Linked DNA regions of Mus musculus: regions 1 and 2 are each linked to region 3. The links are chromatin contacts, called in public promoter capture Hi-C maps. All regions are on one chromosome and are shown on one strand. The core of a region is the stretch at or near the end of the contact, and the rest is flanking DNA. Distances in the headings are between cores, read along the strand shown. Region 1 holds the start of Dixdc1 (DIX domain containing 1). Region 2 holds the start of Arhgap20os (Rho GTPase activating protein 20, opposite strand). Region 3 holds the start of Colca2 (COLCA2 homolog).

Region 1 (3,321 bases), core at 579-3,078, 550 kb after region 3:
ACAGTCAGGATTTAACCAGCTGAGCGACCAGCTCAGGGCAGGCTGACACTCAGCTTCCTGCTTCTTGTGGTCAAAGGCACTTTGTTTGTTTTTTCTTCCCCAGAAGAACTTTGTGTTTAGCAGCTTTAGATATCTAGTCAGGCTGCCCCAAGTAAGGGTTTTCTTATCCCCTAGTGACCCGAGGAGGAGGCCATTGGGTTAAATATGATTTAGTAGGCTCATTATAGACTTTTCTTGCTGAGGTCCTAATGGAGTCTGAGGGAGATACAGGATGGCTAGAAAATGGTTTGTAATTCCTTGATTATTGAGTTGCGTGTCCCTGACCAGCTGTGTCCTTGGACAAGGCTCTGATCTCCTCTGGGTCTTAACACTGTAATTTCTCCCTTTTGTCTAGGATCACAAGATGGAATGTAAAATGGACTTTCTTTCTCTCATTCTTTCTTTCTTTTTTAAGATCACTTAGTCCAAGCATGCAAATGACTAGTGTTCTTAAAAATAAACATCAGAGCTGTGACCTCAGCCAGGCCACACGAGAAAGAGGCTCTGTTACACCCAAGGGTGGATGCTTTTACCTGACAATGTACAAGGGCATTCTTGGTGCTTTATTTTAAAACTCACTTATAAAGTATGTGTTCCTTTCTTTCCTTCTTTCTTTCAAGAGCAGGTCTCATCTATATGGTCTGGAACTATATGTGGCTGACCTGGAACTTGCTATATAGACCAGGCTAGCTTTGGACTTAGAACCTCTAGAGTGTTGATCTGGTGTGTGTGTGTGTGTGTGTGTGTGTGTGCGCGCGCGCGCACGCGCGCGTGTATGTGCATGCATATGATAGGTGTATACCCCCATGCTGGCTCTTAGAAATTATTTTATTATAAAACCAATTAATTAGTGTGTGTGTGGGGGGGGTGAGCGTAATGTGTGCCTGTGCCCGAGAGATGTGAGTTCTCCCTTTCCACCTTTGCATGGCTCCAGGATTGAACTCAGGTGTCAAGCTTTTACAAGAGCCTTTATCCCCTGAGCCATCGTGCCCAATCTTACCCCTTAGCATTTATTTTGTAAAAAAGATAGAAGATCCTTGGTGTGCCTCTGACGTTTCTATTATGATGGTATGATTTGTTTAGCGCTGTTCAGTTACTTATAGTCTACAGTTACTTACAGAGCCCCAGCCCCAGCCTCTCTCCTCTGGCCCCTTTTTATTGTTATTTCTTGTCATTCTATTTCCTCTTATTTAAATTGCTTCATTCTCCAACCCCGAGTGGGAAAAGGTTGCTGGTTGTCTCACTCTCAAGCCCTGCGTGGAAAAAGGTTGCTGTTAGTCTGGAGAATGGAGTAAGGGGTGGGTGGGGTAATCCTGTGACTCACTCCTTTCCCCACCCACCTTGTGATGAGGTGCTTGCAGCCTTAAATGAGCAAAGTGACTACATACGTGTGTGTGTGTGTGTGTGTGTACGTGCGTGTGCGTGTGCGTGTGCGTGTGTGTGTGTGTGTGTGTGTGTATGTGCGTGTATGTGCGTGCACACGCTCGGGGACGCCCGCCTCCAAACGTGCAGTGTAGTGATTGCAGGCATATGCTCAGGCTGGCAAGCCCGCTTGTGTCAGCGCGGATGTGTGTGTGTGCTCACGCGTGTGTGAATGCTCGTTGCGAGCACCCGTGCGGAGCCTGCGTGCGCGCCCACGGCTTCCCCGCACTCCCTGGAGACCCGGGGCTGCCTGCTAGCGCCTCTTGCCTGTGCGCAGCGCGCGCCCTGCTGTTTCTATAGGAACCAGCACAGCGCCGGGCCCCTCCGGCTGCAGCCCGCGCGCGAGCATGCCCAGTGCAAGCCGCTAGTTTGGCTCGGGTCTAGGTTTCCAGTAAGTGGCATGCGGGACTCCAGAGAGCTCCCAGGGAGCTGAGCTGATCGCCTTTGTGTACAGAGGGAAGAGACGGTGGCGTGACCCCACCCGGGAAGCCCCGCGGCAGGAACAATGCTAGCCTGCTTGACCCGCGGGAACTTACTGGACGTCCTGCAAGAGGGCTTCAATGAGGTAACTGCCCTGCTCCTCCCACCCCCAGCTCCCGGTCACCCCGCGCCTCCCGCCTAATCTCCCGAAGGGAATCCTGGGGGGCGGTGAGGGGCATCCTCCCGGGGAGCCCATTTAAGAGCCTGGGTGGTAGAGTCAAGGAGGTAGGTGTGGTGCAGATGCATCAACCCGAGGACATCAGAAAGGCGGTGGGCCTCCTCTAAACTGGAGGGATTGAGTACCTTCCCGAGGTGGGAAGGGCAGGCAGGACTACGGACTCAGAAGGCATCTTCTTGCCGAAAAGGTGGTCCCCACGCCTCCCAGGGACTCTCCAGGGACATCCTAGAGGGAAGCCCTGAACAGATGCGGCAGAGCTCTATTTCAGGCGCTAAGCGGATGAGTCACGGGAGGGGTGCGGTGGCGTGGCATTGGTAGAAAGTTTGAAAGAGGGTAGGAGACTGTGGGTGGTCCACATGAGGGGTGAATTTCCTGAATCCTGCACATCCACGTGCGAATTTCCTGAATCATGCACATTAGATTTCTCCACCACTGAGGAGGACAAGGTTGGCTGAGAGGACCAACCTGGGCCTCAGGCCCAGTTTCAGGAGCTAATATTAGTGTGATTCCCTTCTGTGAGAACTGTGGTGGGGAGCTGCAACCTGACAGGAAAGGTGGGCCAGGATTGACCCAAGCAGGCTCTGTTTTCTCTTCAAAAGTTTCTCTCAGAATTCTGTTACCTCTTCCATTTGCTTCTTTTGTGACTCAGGCTACTCTTGTTTGCTCCTCAGTCATCCTTTGGTTGCTTTAGGCCTGCAGCCGCAAAGGCATAAGCTATTGGTCATGGCTTCCTGCCTTTTCCCTCAGTTCACCTTTCCCTTCTCTATGGGTTTCTTAAATTTCAGATTGTGTGTGTGTGTGTGTGTGTGTGTGTGTGTGTGTGTGTGTGGTGGGGGCCTTGGGGATGCTACCAAGGTGTTTTACCAGTACTCCACTCCTCCACCCTTTACAACAGCCCTTGTGTTTTTAGAATCAGTTTTTAGTCAGATAATATAAACAGCCCTGTGTGCAGGGGTGACTGAAACTAGGACCTTGCAGTATGACTAGGGGCTTGATCACTGAGCTACATCCTAAACCCATTCTCTTCTTAAATATTAACATTATGGACAAGATGGACGAGCCTTTGTGCCCTTGCCGTCTCTCACCCCCTTCCCAACCTTTCCCCTAGAGGCAACCAGCTATTCTCATGAATTTCCATGTAGGTTTTTTTTTTTTCTACAGCTGCACGGCAGGCTTCCCCCTTGATCCCTGTTTCTAATTAG
Region 2 (3,478 bases), core at 642-3,141, 600 kb before region 3:
ACTTTGACATCAGCTTTCTAAAACATTCCCTTTTGTGCTTCAGTCAGTAAGTTTCTGTTGCTCACAACCATAGAGCTTTGGCCAGTTGAAGCCAAGTTCTGTGTATTAAAAGTAAACACAGGCCTCATGCTTCTGTTTTGTCCACTCCAACCCATGCCTTCTCATTCCAGCTGACATCTTTATATTAAGACTATTTCTAAATATGCCTCTGTAGCTTGTGTGCATAAAAAAATCATTTTTAACCTATAATGTATCTCTAGTAAATTTGATTTTCTTTGGAATGGTACATTTATGTTAAGGTTATTTTAATCTGGACATCTGTTTTCACAGATCTTGCTCCTTTCTAAGTCTTAATTTAAGCCACTGACAACGGCAGGCAAAAAAAAAATCATAACCCTTCAACTCAAAGTGACGTTTTAATTATGAAATATTTCAAAGGTGTAGAGAATGCCTCATCACACTCCGGTGTCTCAACCCAGAGTAAACAGCTCTTACCCCCCACACTTAGGAGGGAGAAACGGCAGGAACGGGAGTTCAAAGACCGCCTCTGCTACTGAGGAATTGTCAAAGCCAGCCATAAGACACTGTTTCAAAAAAAATCAAAACCAAACCAAACAAACAAAAAAACCAGGAAACAAAACAAACAAACCAATAATAATAAAACCCCAAACACTGAGAAGTCCCATTTTTAAGTCTGTATCTTAAAAGTATTTCACATGACACATGTATCAAATACTAGAATATATATGTATATGTGTATATGTATATATACATATGTGTATTATATACATGTATAATATGTATTTTATATATGTGTAAATATATACACATATTCAATATATATATATATTGAAATAACAGGGCACTAGAAAAGACCAAAATATCCACTCATGTAGTGTTTTCCTAAAAAGAGATTTCCAAAATAAGTTAATTAAATGGATACATTTGTTGTCACGGTATGTGAATTTTAGAAACTGTAACTTTGTGTGGGTAGAAGGTTAAGCATACAGAAGAGGGCACATTAGTTTCAGGTAGAGATGGAGTGACAGGGTTTTCTGCTGGGTCTCTAGCGATGTTGTGGAGCTAGTTTTAAGTGAACACCTTCCTATATCTTTAGGGTTATAAAAGCAATACTGATGATCTGTGTTTAGGGTCACTGACCTGGGTCAGATCCACCACCCATATGTGTGTTAGCTGCCTGTCAGCTTTGCCATCTGTGAAATGGGAACCATAATTTCGACTATCTTATAAACTTTCTATGAATATAGATTATGTTAGAAAAACATATTTTGCATGTTAACCATCAGCTCCTGTCCTTCTTCTGAGGCTCAGGCTGTATACACGGACAAGGGCAGGAAGAGATGGTGATGGAATGGAGGGCAGAGAGGAACCTGAGGCAGAGCTCTGTTCCCCACCAGTGCTCCAAGCACTGTGGGAGAGAGGTGCCCTGTGATGGAGGAAGCACTCAGCAACAGCTGGCAGGGAGTAAATCAGCTGAGCATCTTCATGGAAAAACAACCAATGCTGCACGTGGATGGCAACTAGACCACAAGAAGAAAAATGCAAAGAGAACACAAACACCTCCTCACAGCCAAGCTTGTTTTGCCCCCTGCCTCTCACCTGCCCCTGGTCTGCCTTCTGATGTTGCCTCTTAGCCCTTTCTAATTTTCTCAGGTGCTGGATGGTGAGCACTTCATTTGGAATACGCACTTTCAGAAATGCTATGGCTTAAACAAGGGCGTGTCTGCCCAAACACAGGTGCTAAACTTTAATGGCGAACCGGTACTTTCAACAGGTGAGGCCCTTCTGAGAAGATTGGACAACAAGGGCTCCCTTCACCGTGACTGGAGTTAGAGCCCTTATAAAAGAGCTGAAGGGCTCGCCTCCTTTCTCTTGAGTTTGTGCGGTTTGAGCATGCGGCAAGGACGCTCCCCCGTGCCCGTGCCCGTGCCCGTGCCCGTGCCCGTGCCCCACTTGGATTTCTAGACTCTGCTGCTGTAAATCACCATACAGTCTACTCAGCTGTCGCAGCGTACACGGAGCAGGTACAAGTCGTGGCGACTTGCTGTCGCTGTAAGTCCACAGATAAATATCCTGTAATGGCATGATTGCAGGCTTTCAGAAAGGTCATGCTTTGCTCCGGGGGAAGAGCGGCGGCTGTTCCAGGTGACTCACCGCCACCCTTATCCTGAACTCACTTATTCTTGCCTTTCCTGGTTCTTATCCTTCCTTATTCCAGCAGCTTCATTTTAAGTTTCTTATAGGATTTATTTTTTCCCCCTCATTCCTCTGCTGGAAAACGAGTAGTAGCACTCTTCTGTCCTTAGATTAAAAAAAGCATTTAAGAAACTGCCCTAATCCCACCCTAATCCAGCTTTCTAGTCTTTCCAATTTACCTTTTCTGAGGCTCGGCCTCAGCAGATCCCAGCATTGCTGTGCTCACCCCCACATCCCCGTCTTCTCTCCCCACGCCCCCCCCCATTTCAACACACTGCCCTCTCCACCCTCCCGAGTCCCATGTGTCTAATTTCCCCCTCCTTAGTGGTTTACCTCAAATGTCATTTACTTTCTAAAACCTTCCTCGATCTCCATTCCTTTCTCCCCAAGCTGAACACGAGCAATTAATTTATAAACTTCGTGGGCGCGAGGGAACCAAGAAGGAATACTACACTGTCCCTCTGCTCTGTCAGCACCTGTCCAGTCAGGAAGGCAAGACATAAACCAGAAACCTTAACGTCGGGGCGAGGGAGAACAGGGCCACATGGAGACTCTTTAGAACCCCTGGCTTCTCTGGACTCTAGCTTCTCTCTTCCTCACCCAACCCCCACTCGTGTTCAGTACTGTGGCAGTACGTTTTCTCTGAGTCTACTCTCCTGATCAAGCCGCGTCCCGCGTGGCTACATGCAAGCCGCATCTACGCCTTCCGGATAACCGGAGCCCTTTTGCAACCCGCTCCTGCGCACCTTTCTGATTCTCTCCACTTTTATTACCTCTTCCTCCTCTGCCTCACAATAACTCCCTAACAAGGTCAAACATTTCCCTTCTTAAGCCTTGAACCCACTTCTTCCCTTATGTCAAGTCCTTTCTTGTCATCTGGGTATGCGTTTAGAGAACGCCAGCTGGAGGGATGCTTGCTTGGCCCACTAGCCTAATCCACTGCCTGGCTCACACCCTTAAACCTCCTCCTCCTGTGTTTTCCCATCTGGTTTTGGATCATTGATGTGAGACTCCTGGGGCAGAGGCCCTGCTTTGTGGGTCACAGCTGTAACTCCAGCGCAGCTGCGGCAGGGCACAGGGAAGTGCTTGGGGGAATGTTTGTTTATGATTGAATGATGTGATAGCATGGGGGAGAGTGGTGGATCCCAAGTGCAGGGAAGCACAAACTGCTTAACTGGCTCTCTCAGGTTTTTGGTTGCAGGCACCTTATCTGTTTTGCTTAGAGCTGTGTTTTAGTGTGTGGGTTCTCAAGACCCAACGA
Region 3 (3,468 bases), core at 138-2,637:
TGTTTCTCTGGACTCTCTGTGAGGTGCCTGTGTGCAGGATTTCTGCAGAAGATAGTCCATTTTGTTAAGCCTTTGAATATTCAAATTGAAAGTATCGCGCAATCATTGATTGTCAAATCATGGGTTTCTAGAGGTTTTAAATACTTGGCATGAGGGGGAAAAAACTCAAACCTATACCCGAAGGTATAAAACATTAATTCTGTGTGTCTCCTGATCCAGGGACCTGGGTGCTGCCTCGTGTTTTGTGAAACTTTAAAAATGTCGCATCTCTGCCTTTCTCCCTGCACAGGAGCCTTCCTAGGTGCTGAGTCTCTGAAGCTGCAGCATCCAGTCTCCAGCCCAGCTCCTGCTGACCAGGATGTCGGGTAACTCAGATGCTTTTCCAGGGGTCGGGTCATGAGGGCCAGGGGCACTTGGATCCGAGTGTATTTCCTCTGCTTTTCCTGCGTATAACAGAGAGGCACAAAGTCAGGGAATAATAGTCAGGGCCGGGCATGGATCCAGAGAGGACGCGATCCCGCTGTGTCGGGTCCCTCTGGGTGACTGCCCCCCAGAGCAGAGGCCCAGAGACCCATAAGGCCACTCCGGACAATCGAGTCCCCCACGCCCCTGCCTGCCCTTTCACTTTTCCACCTTGGAGTCCTGGGAATTTGGAGGCGCCGACCTTGTGAGCCCAGAAGCGGCGGCGCGGGGGAGCTAGAGGCTCACGGTGAGCCCTGGACTGGAGCAGGACGCACCCGGCAGGGAACTGGGCTGGGGCTGGTCCCGCGTGGACCCCGAGGCGCGCCCGCGCTGCCTGCAGATCCCAGAGCCGACCCAGACAGTGGGGATGGGAGGAAAGGAGACTGGAGCGGAGTGGGCGCGTCCTGGCACTGCAGCAAGACAAACCGATGCCCAGGACCGGGAAGAACAGCGCACTAACTTTCCTTAGGGATCCTAACTTTCAGGATCTGGCTCGTGGGTGGGGGTCTCCCTGCTGTCCAGCCGCGGTCCCTACACTAACCAGGCGAGGCGCTGGTGGCCTGGCACTGTCTCCAAACGCCTAGGCCAGGGGCCACTGTGCTCCGCCCCTCCCCGTGATTCTAATAAGCGCTCTCTCCAGGGTCAAGGTCGGGTGGGAGTCACACTGGGCTTCTAAGTCAAACTCTATTCGGAAAGTGCCTCTGCCGGGTCTAGCCTGGCCTAACAACCAGTCAGACCTACTCACTGCGCTCTGCCGGGACCCCAGGCGGTCACCGGTCCCTCCCAGCCGACCCCCGCCTAGCACAGCCGGCTACTTGGGCTCTCCCAGGTCTCCCGGCCCAGCTCTGCCGGCTCAGGGGCGGCCCCTTCCGGAGGGCTGCCTCTAGGCGACTGCGCGGTCCTAGGGAGCCTCGGGATGCCATTACTCCAGAGCTGCAGCTCTTGCTGGAGAACTCTCCACAGCTCAGTTCTCCAAAAGCCTGCACCGGAAAGGGAGGGGGTGGGAAGAGATGAAGAGAGCGACAGAGTCGGAGACTAGAGGGAGGAAGGGGGTGAGGAAGAAAAGACATTTTTGAAAAAGAGAAAGGACCGACAGGAGACTATTTCCCGATCTTGGCTCCTTTTCTGGGGTCAGTGCAGTAAGTCCTTAACAGGGCCAGGACAGACTGACTGCCCCGACCCCTGTAGCTTGTCGCTTGTTTCAGGGCTTGCTTCCAGACCAAGGGCACCACAAATAAAGGTTGTACTTCCCCAGAAGCCATGCCTGGATTGATAGAGGAATACAGTGGGGCGGGGGGCATGGGGAGAGGGGCTGTTGTTCACATTATGGTGAGGTCCGCGAGATCAGTTGGAAACAGAGAGCACCCCAGATCCACAAGCTGAGCCGGAACCCCAGATTTAATATCGTAGCCAAAATAGCAGGCTTGTTTGACCTCCCTCCACATTCCAGAGCAGAACAGCTGGTACTGTCCTGAGGATGGGGCCCAGCTAGGGATGAATAATTTCATAGATGCCCACAGATACTGTTCCCACTAGGACCCTGAAGCACCTGCCTGTGCTTAACCTTTTCTAGTTTGAGAAATGTGGGTATTTTTTAACGTTATCTTTTCTTTCTTTTTCTTCTTCTTCTTTTTTTTTCTTTTCTTTTTCTTTTTTCATTCTCTTCGTGTGTTCTGCAAAGGTAGAAACTTGGCCTTGGGTATCCTAGCCTTACCAAGGGAACCCTCACTGTATCCCCTTGACACCCAAGCTTTGAAACTGACCACTAACCCTGTTGCCTCTCCCCAGAAAAACCTAAGGTGTATCAAGGCGTCCGTGTGAAGATGACCGTGAAAGAGCTTCTGCAGCAAAGAAGGGCACACCAGGCCACCTCAGGGGCAAACGTAAGCACCACCCTCTCCGTCTCTGTCCCTCCCAGTCCATCGAAGGCTTCGTTCAGCCCTGTGTCAGGGAAGATGCAGAGGCCACCCATAAGCACAGCCCTGTTCAGGGATTCTTACATCTGTCCCCAACTTCCCAGGTCACCATAGGCAGCCACCAAAACCTGTGGGACATGGTGTAGGGCTCAGGACTGTGGGAGGCTCACCTCTCACTGCTCATAGCTGAGTGGGGAAGGCTTCTTGGTCCTCTGCAAGGAAGAGAGGCAGCCAACAGGTTAAATATGTTTTTATAGTGTTAAGAGAGTATAGATACAGCCCCAACAAACTCATTGAAAAAAAATTATCTCCCAGAAACCCACCTAGTTTCTCTGTAATTTAGGCTCTGAGGTCATGTATATGAAAAACCAGCAGTCACTGGAAGTCTCTGGAAGAAAAGGCCTCTCTCTCTGGAATACACAGAACTATGACAGAACTGATCTGGGTAGTCATAAGACACTCTGACACCTCACATTTATAACCCAAGTGCTTGGGGCAGCTGCAGAACCATGTAAACTAGGCGTGCTTGTCCACCGAGAGAGAGTTCAATTTGAAGAGCCTTCTACACGTGACACTGTTAGTGCTTGTGGGTAGGTGTAGGTGTGGAGGGAGGATCAGACAGGATTCCAGTCATCTATGACTTCACTGGTCTGGTCAGCATGTGATCCTGTGCAAGTTCCATGTTGGACTTCATGAATGGAACTTTGGCACCTCAAGCAACAGGAGGGAGAAATTATGGAGTGATGGTGAGATAGGTTTCTGAGCCAGAGGACTTGGGCTTAGTTCTCAGTGACTCTGTGGCACGTGTCCTCCGATACATTGACTTACTAGAGGCTTCTTTGTCTGTTCCCCTAATTGTTCTGTTGAAAGCTAAGAAGAGTTGTATAAAGGCTAAATAAGTGTTTAGGGGCATTCTCCACAGAGAGTGCTCAACAGATCACTAAAGTAAATTCCAACCAAGGGTGGATGGGCCGTTTGCACTAATGTGTATTACACCTTTCTCTCAGAACTTAGAGTTGAAGCACATTTGCTATGATTTGATACACACAGCTAGATAAATTAGTTGTCCCCATTTGCAGAATATCAGGCA

Evidence for each region. Capture Hi-C pulls out chosen DNA fragments and counts their contacts.
Region 1: a promoter capture Hi-C map of adipose tissue shows a contact between it and region 3. The contact joins the promoter of Dixdc1 here to the promoter of Colca2 in region 3. A contact is called at or near these places in 1 of 15 datasets of contacts at CTCF or cohesin (large pre-B cells), 3 of 115 datasets of contacts at active chromatin or transcription factors (embryonic stem cells, pancreatic cancer cells and stem cell-derived neural progenitor cells) and 1 of 9 other capture datasets (adipose tissue).
Region 2: a contact with region 3 is called in a promoter capture Hi-C map of liver, with 4 times the contacts expected there. The contact joins the promoter of Arhgap20os here to the promoter of Colca2 in region 3. A contact is called at or near these places in 11 of 39 promoter capture datasets (the 3T3-L1 cell line, embryonic stem cells, frontonasal cranial neural crest and 6 more), 5 of 115 datasets of contacts at active chromatin or transcription factors (double positive thymocytes, embryonic fibroblasts, embryonic forebrain and 2 more) and 1 of 9 other capture datasets (liver).

Annotation. Positions count from the first base shown.
Region 1 is chr9:50,726,491-50,729,811 of GRCm38.p6, reverse strand. It overlaps Dixdc1 (DIX domain containing 1), which reads left to right and starts at 1,828. Exons shown (of 20, transcript NM_001374656.1): 1 at 1,828-2,026. The coding sequence starts at 1,967.
Region 2 is chr9:51,874,298-51,877,775 of GRCm38.p6, reverse strand. It overlaps Arhgap20os (Rho GTPase activating protein 20, opposite strand), which reads left to right and starts at 1,891. Exons shown (of 4, transcript NR_033560.1): 1 at 1,891-2,073.
Region 3 is chr9:51,276,473-51,279,940 of GRCm38.p6, reverse strand. Colca2 (COLCA2 homolog) reads left to right here and starts at 1,387. Exons shown (of 5, transcript NM_001195681.1): 1 at 1,387-1,601; 2 at 2,251-2,345. The coding sequence starts at 2,286. It overlaps Gm32819 (a long non-coding RNA gene), which reads right to left. Exons shown (of 9, transcript XR_003948163.1): 2 at 2,702-3,468; 3 at 2,549-2,590; 4 at 1-2,403.